Regions from separate parts of the Acanthopagrus latus genome. Here region 2 is linked to region 1. Evidence: chromatin contacts called from public Hi-C data. All regions are on one chromosome and are shown on one strand. The core of a region is the stretch at or near the end of the contact, and the rest is flanking DNA. Distances in the headings are between cores, read along the strand shown.

Region 1 (4,983 bases), core at 1,432-3,931:
TGGGGTAACAGCAGAGCTCGCCGTTTGATTTATCGTCATGCGCGCGTTCAATTTTTTTCTTTTTTTATTTTTCAACACGATGACAGCTTCTTCGCACAGTCACATCAGCTTCTTTCCCTACACCGGCACTGGCATTACCAAGTTAGATCAGTCCGCACGTCCACGGCTGGGAAATTATACATCTCCGTCTGCCTCCCTCCCCCAGTGGGAGCCCGAGGGGACAGGAGACGGCTGCTAATTACAAGCCCCAACCAAAACACATGGTGTTAAAAACAGATAATGCTGCCTGACAGATTAGCCTGCGATGAAAAACACGTCAGAGGCAGACAACAACAACAAAAAGAAAAACCTTGAAATATCCCCGGCTGGCACTGAATAGCCGTGTCATTCATCTGTTCCCTAGGAAGCCTGCAATAACTTGGCCCTGGACCGGCGTGGTAATAAATAACATTATGCTAACATCTCCTCGCTGAATGATCATGGGTTTGGATCCCTGTCTTGCATTAAAATCTTGGAGGCTCTCCTGCAGCCACACAGCAGCAGGAGCAGCAGCAGCCGAATCGGCAAGTGGCGAAGTAGCCTATCACCTCTGCGCGGGGGTGAGGCCGCTCCCTGACAGGCTTATGGACGCCGGACGCCATCGCTCTCGCAAGGAGCTGCACCTAAGCGCGACGCGGAGCGGCGCAAAGAGCCACGCTGCAAGAAGCAGCATCAGACTTTCTGCAAGGCCTCGGGGAGAGTGTTACACAGGAAGCGTTCCATACACACAGCAGCGAGCGAACATGGAAAGGAAACACAGCGCCGGTTGATGTGGAGAGTGTTAATGCGCCGTTTCTACACCGAGCTGCTCCCCCTGGGTGTGCTTTAAAGGTGTACTACGTAGTTTTAATCGGAGGAGAAAGATCTCCACTCACTGGTGTCTTTTTCATCTCTCTTTTCACGGTGGAATAAACTGTATAAACAACAAACTGACGTCAAATGACAACACTTTGTTTGTATGTGGCGGACCCTGCCACCTTTCCAGCTCCAAACAGTGTTCCCGGGACCTTCTTTTCCCCTGAGAACAGCTTGTTTACCCAGTTATGGAAAACAATGTTTGCATTATAACCTCATTAACGTTCTTTTCTCCAAACCTACACAGTGCCCCTTTAATATAAACACCTGCTGGCACGTACAGCTGTTTAACATCCGCTCCTAATATTTATATCTCTTTATTAATCAACCTTTATTAGTTAGGAAATAATGGCAGGAGGAAAATAGCGATGCCTCTGACCCACATCAAGGCATGGGGGCTGCATTAATGAGCCTGAGGCTCTGACAACCATTCAGCCATCAAATATCAAAAGGCCAGCTATGAGTAATGCATTACCCCGCTGAACCCGAGCACTGAGCTCCATCCCTCAAACTGATGGTTTCAAGCGGAGGGTGACAACCCGCCCGTTCATTTTTTTTTTTCGAGAAGCGGATTCACAACCAAACGCTTTCATCAGGCTGCACATTCAGAACAGTTCGGGACTCGTCCTGCGGAGCAGGAAGACATAATTTCTCCTCCAGAGATCAATTATTTCCTCCAGTGCAACTCAGAGACTTGGAGAAAGTTCAGACTCTGGAGCACTTTGCACCGAGCACTATTCTGATTTCACTGCTCATCCTGTAAAATAAAAAACAAAAATGACCCCTCCTGCTGCAGGGAACATGACTAGAATATGTGGAAACAGTGTGTGATCACAACCTCGTGAACTCCCCAGAAAGCAAGTGTCTGCAGGAGACAGGAATGTAGTGATTACTAAGTTTCTGGCAAGCAGAAGAAGTAAAAGAACACCAGGAAGACTCACTGCATCATAATATCGATTCTCCTGGTGATCTGATAATCACCCTCAGGGGCTGACTGGTTTTTATTAACGACAGGCTCTCAGTGCCAGGTGCTGCCGGTGCACTGACACACTGCTCATTCAGAGTTACGGCATCAAGATAAATGAATGAATGAACGAATGAGAGAGCAGGTCGGTGATGCCATGCTGTGGTGTAGAGCGGATCAGAGACACACAGTGGGGACAGCGGTGTTAGTAACACGGGGGGGCTGGACCTCATTCATTCATCCCAACAAGTACCTGTCATCGTAGCAGAAATCGGCGCCCAGAGTGTTGACATACAGGACCAGAGCCACGGCGCCGCACAGCAATTCTGCGAACATTTCTCTGTCTCGCACACACGCGGAGGGTGGGGGGGAAGTAATGAAAAAAAATAAAAAATAATAATGATATTTAAAAAATGAAATAAATAAAATCAAAACAAAAGAGATGCGAAGCGAGACAGAGAGAAGGCAGCAGCGAGTCCCCGATCTCCCTCTTCAGTCCCCGTCTTTGTCAGGATGTCTCCGCGAAAACAAGTCCGGCTCCCCCCCCATCATCCTCCTCGCTGAAGTGCACAAAGTGGATAATCCATAAGGTCGCTCCTCGTCCTGTCCTCTCCTCTGCCCGGTCCTCTGTCTCTAACCCATGTTGAGTGGGAGCTGTTTTATCCTGCTGGGAGTTGGACAGGAAATAAAGGACGAGCGGCGTTCAGTGGATGTGTGACAGCAGCAGCAGCAGCAGCAGCAGCAGCGGCAGCGTTCAGCACGCCTTCCCTCCCGACACACAGGAGGAGGATCAGCGCTCTGATGCTCAGCGGCCGCTGCCGGATCAACGACGTGAGCCACACCGACGTCAAGACAGCCTCGATGACGTGCGCCACTTCCGGCAGGACTTTCACAATAAGGCACGTTCATAGCGCTCACACGATTTGGGCGACACATGGTGAGATGAGAACGTTTTCGTCTGGTTTCATGACATTTAAACATTCTTTTAACCGCATCAGGACGAAAAACAAAACAAAACAAAAGCGTTTTTTGCAATGTATGCATGTGGATTTCCTATTACCTCTGCCATGTGCACCTTATACCTTTCAGCGAAAGGTTGCCAATCAATCACCCAGCAGCATAATTTGATATTCAACGTGTAGTGAAGATAATACAAATATTTATATATATTTATGTCAGAAACTGATTTTTTTTCTACCATAAATTAAGATAACTTTAGATTACATGTTCTTCATCTTCTACAGGGGAAATCCATTTTGCCCAGGTCAGCACATTACAAATACGCACAACATATATACATATGATATCACTTTTTAATCCATGATTTTAAAAGGTAAATCACCCTTAAAGATGTCCTTTACAATGTAGTTGTACATTTATGCTTTAATTTTGGTATGTACCTGCCTCACTTCCGCCTCTGCTCCTGCTGTCTCTGGGTCGTTGACGCAGCCAAGATCCATGTGGTGAGGGAGATTTGAAGCGCATGCGCGCTGCGCCACCGACGGAGATGGGGATAAATCACAGCACATGATGCTGAGATCAGTTGGTTAAGGGTCACTTGCTACCACTAACAGCAGTCCAAAATGTGGAGGTGGTCCTCGCTGTGACGTTCAAGGACATCCCGGAGTCGTTCAGGTGGGTGCTGTGGACTCTCTGAGCGGAATCCTGCATATTTGATTTATTTTCACCATTATCTCCTTCCCTTGGGGTTACACTGCGATTAGTGGAATATGATTTCAAACAGTAATGTCATTCTGATCACCAACCAAATACGGCACATCATGATATAGGCTGATATGTATATATCTTTGTCTTCAATTAGATGCATAATGATTAAAACAGGAGGCTAGAGAGTATAACAGCAGTGTGAAATCATCCAGTGTGCTGAGGATGATTTAAGTGAACGTTCATCAGGCCTTCAGTACTAATCTGGCTCCAAAAAACTGAATGTAAATGCAGAAAACAGTAGTTATGCATTGCATTTCAAGTTTTTTTTTCTTTTACTTCTGTTTATTGATAAAGAGAGAACAGTTGTTTGTTTGTTTTTAAGTTTCTTAACAGTTTGCTTTTCATCCAAAAATCATAGTTTTGTGAGTGGTGTCTGTCAGAGCAGAGACCTCCTCAGTCAAAAACACTGGCTGTCTTTCAGATTAAATCTCAAAGGGACGAGACCTTTTTTAGGTGACATGTGCGTCACACTGGCTACTGGCAGTCTCTTCGGTGTGTCACTATAGTGATTGTTTTCCAGTGATTTAGCTTTGAGCAGGCTGAAAGATGAGTGCACAGATCAGCTGACCCCACAGCGGCCAGTAGAGGGCTCACAGTGCATGATGTCTGTGGGGACGGACATTACTTCAGCCTCTGTTGTACCAACTTGATCGTCCTTAATGAAAAATAAGACTGCTTGAGTTGATGAGGGATGATTATCCCATCAGTCCAAAATGGCCCATTTAAAATACTAATAGAATAAAATAACACAAGTGTTCTTTTCCATGATGAGTGCAATGTCTGGTAGTTATTATACTTTTCTAGATTGGATCTTTTATCATCAATTTTAGGATGAACAACGCATTTTAATTTCCAAAATCAATAAGCAGCTTATTAGAGCGAGAGTTCTTTATGTTCCTGGCCGTTAAAATGTTCCTGGACTCGTCTCCACAGAGGATATTACACAATATAAAGATGTAAGACGGCAGCGGCGAGGCGAGGGGGGGAAATAAAAGTGCTTCACAGACAAAGCAAGTAGCCTGGCCCACTGCATATTGATTCAGAGTTGTTTCAATAGACAGGCCCCCATCTGTCGGAGCAGACTTCAATGTAGCCTTTCACAGGACAACAGCAGGACACTTCCATGTAACACATTTCAGGAATTAATTAGACTGATCTGAGTGGCCGACACAACACTTTTGCTTCTTAGATTAAATGTCCAAAAATGAATGACTTAAACATGAAGTTCAAAAGCAGGTCCGTGTTTTTCGACGCTGCAGGAAACCAAAAACAGAAACTTTTGCTGTGATCCAAGTGATAATAATCTGATTGTTAGAGGAAGAAGTGATCAAATGCAACTTGATAAAAAGAAATCCCTTCAGTTACATGATGTTTTTATCACTGCTCTTCCTCTGTTT
Region 2 (4,983 bases), core at 1,315-3,814, 160 kb before region 1:
GTGTTTGTGGCATCAAAAAGTTGGTGACCAAAAAAGGTATTCTAGGCCAAAACATCCCTAAACCCAGACTGCTGTTTTCACTTACTGTCCAGTGTCTGTAACACTCTGCTGACTGCTTTTATGAAATCATGTTGAGTTTGGAGCTCAGGCAGTTAACATTTCATTGGTATTTTCTGTGAATATTCACTTCTTCTCTGCAGTTATTCAGAAGCAGACAAATATATGTATTTGTCCCTTTTACTTATGAACTATCAATATGAAATAATAAATACAAGATAATTACTTGCATAACTTTTATGAGGTATTTCTGTGCTGTGGCATGTGTACTTTTATTTTAGGTGCAGTATGTAAACTTCACTAAAATTACAGAATATGTGAATTTAGAAAAATTCTAACATCATGACGTCTACGTATTGTGCTGCAAACCATGTTAACCAGCTAGCCCTGCTAACACTTACCTGGTGCTCCAAGCTCACAGTCTGGACCGCTAGCTGCTCTGCTAACTGAGCTAACTGAACCTTGTAGCAGTTGAGTGATATGCCCCCCCCCCCCCATTTGTGAGTATGAATTCAACAGGTGACCAGTTAGTGCACAATGCATCTTTAAAGAAAAGATCTGAGTCCTTCCTTTCACTATTGGTATATAGGATCAATTCTAGGTAACCACTCCCTAACTTCAGCTCACTGTTTATGTAGTGTAGATGAAAAGATGAAAAAAAAAAAATAAAAAAAAAATAAAAAACAGATGGTAGAAAAAAATTGAAGAGGAAATCATGCAGACAAAAATCTAGACGGATAGCTGCCCTGTCATGCAGACTTGGAGGCAGCGGTAGAGTTCGTGACTGAACTGGACCGTGCTGTTCGATGTCATCAATTTAATCTGCAGCAGCACAATCCAAACCATTAAACCTGTACAGTTTTGTCTGGAGTAAAGATGTTGTGACGAGAGAGGGAAACAAAATCAAGAAGAGCATTAGATGTCTGAGCCAGAGTCAACAACCCATCCGCCAACTCTTTTTACTTCTCGCCACAGACTTGGTGTCAGAAACAACAGGCTCGACAAAATGATGATCTTTTAATAGACTGCTGCAGGATCAGATAATCCACACGAGTCAGTTGTAATGTTTAGATAATGATCGCCATTAATCTACGTTCAATAAGGCCAGTAACTGCTGGCACTGTAGCGATGATTACTTTTTCTCTTTAGGGGTTCTCCAAACTGCCACGATTAAATAAATCTATGTTCTAGTAAAACATACTGATGAAAGCATTTCAACGTTATTGCTTAACCATCAAAAAACCCAGTTATCTACATCTAAATGCATTGCAGAGTGCTTATTGTTGGAGCAATTTAGATGAACCTTAAATTACGCCTATCATAAGAACCGCACAAACCACTTCATGTGTTTACCAGCTGAGCTCTGTATCAAGGGGATAACAGAGGACAAATATGTGCTTCTGATGACTCTCAGTGCTTTTAACTGTTGCTCGTGCTTCCTGTCAGTGGAGAAGTGTCCCCAGCCAAAAAACTAAACAAAACAAAAAAATCCAACATTTGAGTTATTGCACCGCCATGTCATCCCTGGATCTTAATTTCTGTTCATGTCTCGGTGAACGATGGGACCAATAACATTTGATCAAACCATCAAAGATCCCAACTGATGAGACAAAAGCGGTTCATGACAGGCGCGGGCCGGGATATCTCAGCGGTATGCTTTTCATTTCACTTGAGGAATATGAGTTTCCTCTGTCAGATTGTCTTTAGATCCCCCTGCTCCTCCTTTTGTATTAGAAACAGGTGCGGATGACATCTGAACTTAGTAGAGAGATGATGATAAAAGCGTGCATAGAATAAATGTGCGCTTCGACTGAAAAACACAGTATTCCTCTGACAAATGAGTGAGACGGCACTTATTTAGTATTTTTTGTGTTGTAACGTTCTGGATTCTGCTCTATTAAAGGTGCTGTAGGTGAAAAATCAACACAACGGGGCTGCTGTAGACGGATCATTTCCCACTCGTGTAGGAGGGCTGCAGAGAAAAAAATATTCTCCTGTCCAATACACATAATGAGGTCATCCCCATTACAAAGCTATGCTTGTACAAGATTTTGTTAATTTGCATTTTTTAAATGAATCAATATTATGTTACACTAAACCAAAGTACACTCAGTCTACAGCCAAGACTCATTCAGTCACTGCAAATAGATCATTAACACTGCATAAATAACCGACTTATGCGTGAAATTCTCCTGTAGCCAAGACTCACATGAAAGAGAGATCAAATGACGCTCTCTCTGCTCTGAAATATATTTTGCTCTGTGAAGAGTCATGTGGAGAAAACTTGACTCTACTAACTGAAATGTTTGCTGACCTGCATTCAAAGATCACACCTCGGCTCGTGTCTTACCTTTAGCCTGATGCTGTGCACCACCTGTTTTGATGCAGCAGTAGAAAAGACCAACGATGACCATCCTCCAGGGCAGCATGACTCACTCTCACGACGATAGCCGCATGTATCGTCTGCCACTGTGTCTCTGTCTGCCTGTCAGCACCCAGGATGCTCCTCTGTTGCATTTATTCCCCTCTCTTAACTCTGCCTCCGCAGCCTCGCACAGCACCACACTGTGCACTTTCTTCATCACATCACTTATGTTCCCTCACCCCATCTGTCCTCGGGACTGTGTTCCCCCCCCTCCCTTCCATCCACATCTGATCTCTCTCTCTCTCTCTCTCTCTCTCTCTCTCTCTCTCCTCTGACTGTGCACCTCATCTCTTAAAATGCTTTCAGCAGCTTGCTTGTCACCAGGTTCACAGACAGTAAAAAAAAATCATTTTCTCATCACTCACAGGTATTGAATTGAAATCCACTGTTGTGCTAATGCAACTCAACAGTGCATCGCGTCCATCCCAGCCGCCAGAATAAATGCCTCAGTTGTTGTGGCAACGCTGCGCTGAAGGTTTCGGTTTGGTTAGGCACAAGAAACACTTGGTAAGGGTTATGAGCAGATCAACTTCTGGCAGCCAGTTTAGCGACAGCTGGAAAACGTCTCAGTGGTTGCTAAAATTAGCCAGGTTTGTCAGTTGAAACAGGAAGCAATCTGGTCTTGAACATTGTTTTTTTGCGCCCAGTCACCAGAACAAAATGTGAGCACATTTCTGCAAAGCGCTAGCATGACCGCATTTGTATGTTTCATGTTAACAATTCACCTTTCATTCATGTTTATGACCTAACTTCAATATTCATCTTGGTGGTGGAGATACAGACAGATAGCCAAGCCACTGACTGCAGTTTGAGGATGCATTTCAACATTCTGGTACAAGGTATTTTTTAGGACACTTCTGGGCCATTTCCATTCATGTTTGTTGTGATAAAACCAGGTGTTTTTGACCAGATGTTGGATCATCTCTAGCTGCATTTGAGGTGATCAAAACAGGTGTGATGTTTTCCTAACCCCAATCAAATGATTTTGATGCCTAAACCTAACAGTACGGTCACAATATAAAATTTAGACAAGTGAACCTAAGGAAACAATTAAAGAAATGTAACATATCAACATATCCATGGTTTGTAGAAACCTCTGGCAGCCCTCTCACCTGTCCCACCACAGCATCCTCCTCATCCTGAGAGGAAATACAAGTGAGGTGATAATGATTAATACTGTAGAAATGTTGATGTGACATACAATTCCAACATCTTAATCTGGCGACTTTTCTGTCCAGTCATAATTTTAGATTGAAACGATGGTATAGTTTGGTCATTATCTCTCTGCTCAGCTTGTCATGTGGAACATTTTGTGCCTGTCAGACACATATATTGTTACTTTCTTTAAAACAATGTTGTTTATGCTGGCTCCGCTCTGTGGGTTGCAGAACTGATTTGGGTGAGGGACCATGTTTATAGTCCTCTTGGAGCCCTGTTTGTGTACAAGTTAATTCTGTTTTTTTGCCAACAGCATGCTCCCTCAGTGGGCCGGAGCGTACGTGACGGTGCCAGAATGACCCCGGGCGACCAGCTCGGTTTTGTGGTCCTCAGGAGGACAGATGCGGAAAGTTCACACTCCATGAACATGAAACTGAGCTAAGTGATTATTTCCAATTATACAATGCACGCACCCCATGTTCTGGACGGAAACATAACGCAGAAACCACAAAGAAAGACTTTGTTCACTGCCTGGCACGGCACTGCCTTCTCCACAAGCCTAAGGAACACTTACCAGAAGTGCAACCATATAAAATTATTTTTATTTGTTTGAGAGCTATTTTAGCATTCATTTAGGACACGCAGTGCTGCCAACATGCGAGCACGGCACACGGTTGCATTTTCTGGAGGCCATTTCCATACATGTGGCCCTCAGGCGCCCAGATGTGTCTCCGTGGAAGTCGGAGTGGGACAAAGCTTCGCCTCAGACTCAGATGTGGCAGTCGGGCTGCTGCAGAGGAATGCGGACGCAGGCTGAGCTCAAACTGGCAGCAGAGCTGTGGCCTCTGCAAAACCTCCAAGAACTACAGCTCCAAAACTTGAACAAACACAATATTCTTTCAGTGGGCAAATTAAATGAAAATGTTATTCTAGGCCGTACCCCAAATAATTTCCTTTCTCAAATTGGTGTACTTACTGAGTGACTCAGAGGCGGATCGAGCCCGGGGTGAGTATTAGGTTTGCATTGTGATTATGTTAAATAAGAGGATGATCGTAATGGGTAATTACAATCACGAACGCTCGGTGTGCATAAAGCCCTGAACTTCACTTCACTTCACTTGAACTTCTTCCCTAATGAAGCAGGTTGGCAGTGCTGAAGAGAATCAGATTTGAGACGGGAGGACAGGACATGCCTGTGGACTGACAGCAGCTGCTACACAACAGAAAAGCCTCCAGATACTTCAAACTGTCGAATTTATAATTTATTAACTCACTTTAGGTTTAACTCTCTACAGAGTGAGCTAAAGGGGGCATGCCACTGTTTTTAAACCTGGGGCTGTATT

What was found. A called contact is a pair of places that touch in the nucleus more often than the background predicts.
Region 2: a Hi-C map of muscle shows a contact between it and region 1, with 4 times the contacts expected there. The contact joins the promoter of LOC119023738 here to the promoter of tmtc2b in region 1. A contact is called at or near these places in 2 of 4 Hi-C or Micro-C datasets (both in muscle).

The regions. Positions count from the first base shown.
Region 1 is chr8:21,870,167-21,875,149 of fAcaLat1.1, reverse strand. It overlaps tmtc2b (protein O-mannosyl-transferase TMTC2), which reads right to left and starts at 2,681. Exons shown (of 12, transcript XM_037108227.1): 1 at 2,112-2,681. The coding sequence starts at 2,194.
Region 2 is chr8:22,033,568-22,038,550 of fAcaLat1.1, reverse strand. LOC119023738 (protein FAM180A-like) reads right to left here and starts at 2,564. Exons shown (of 3, transcript XM_037105847.1): 1 at 2,408-2,564. The coding sequence starts at 2,486.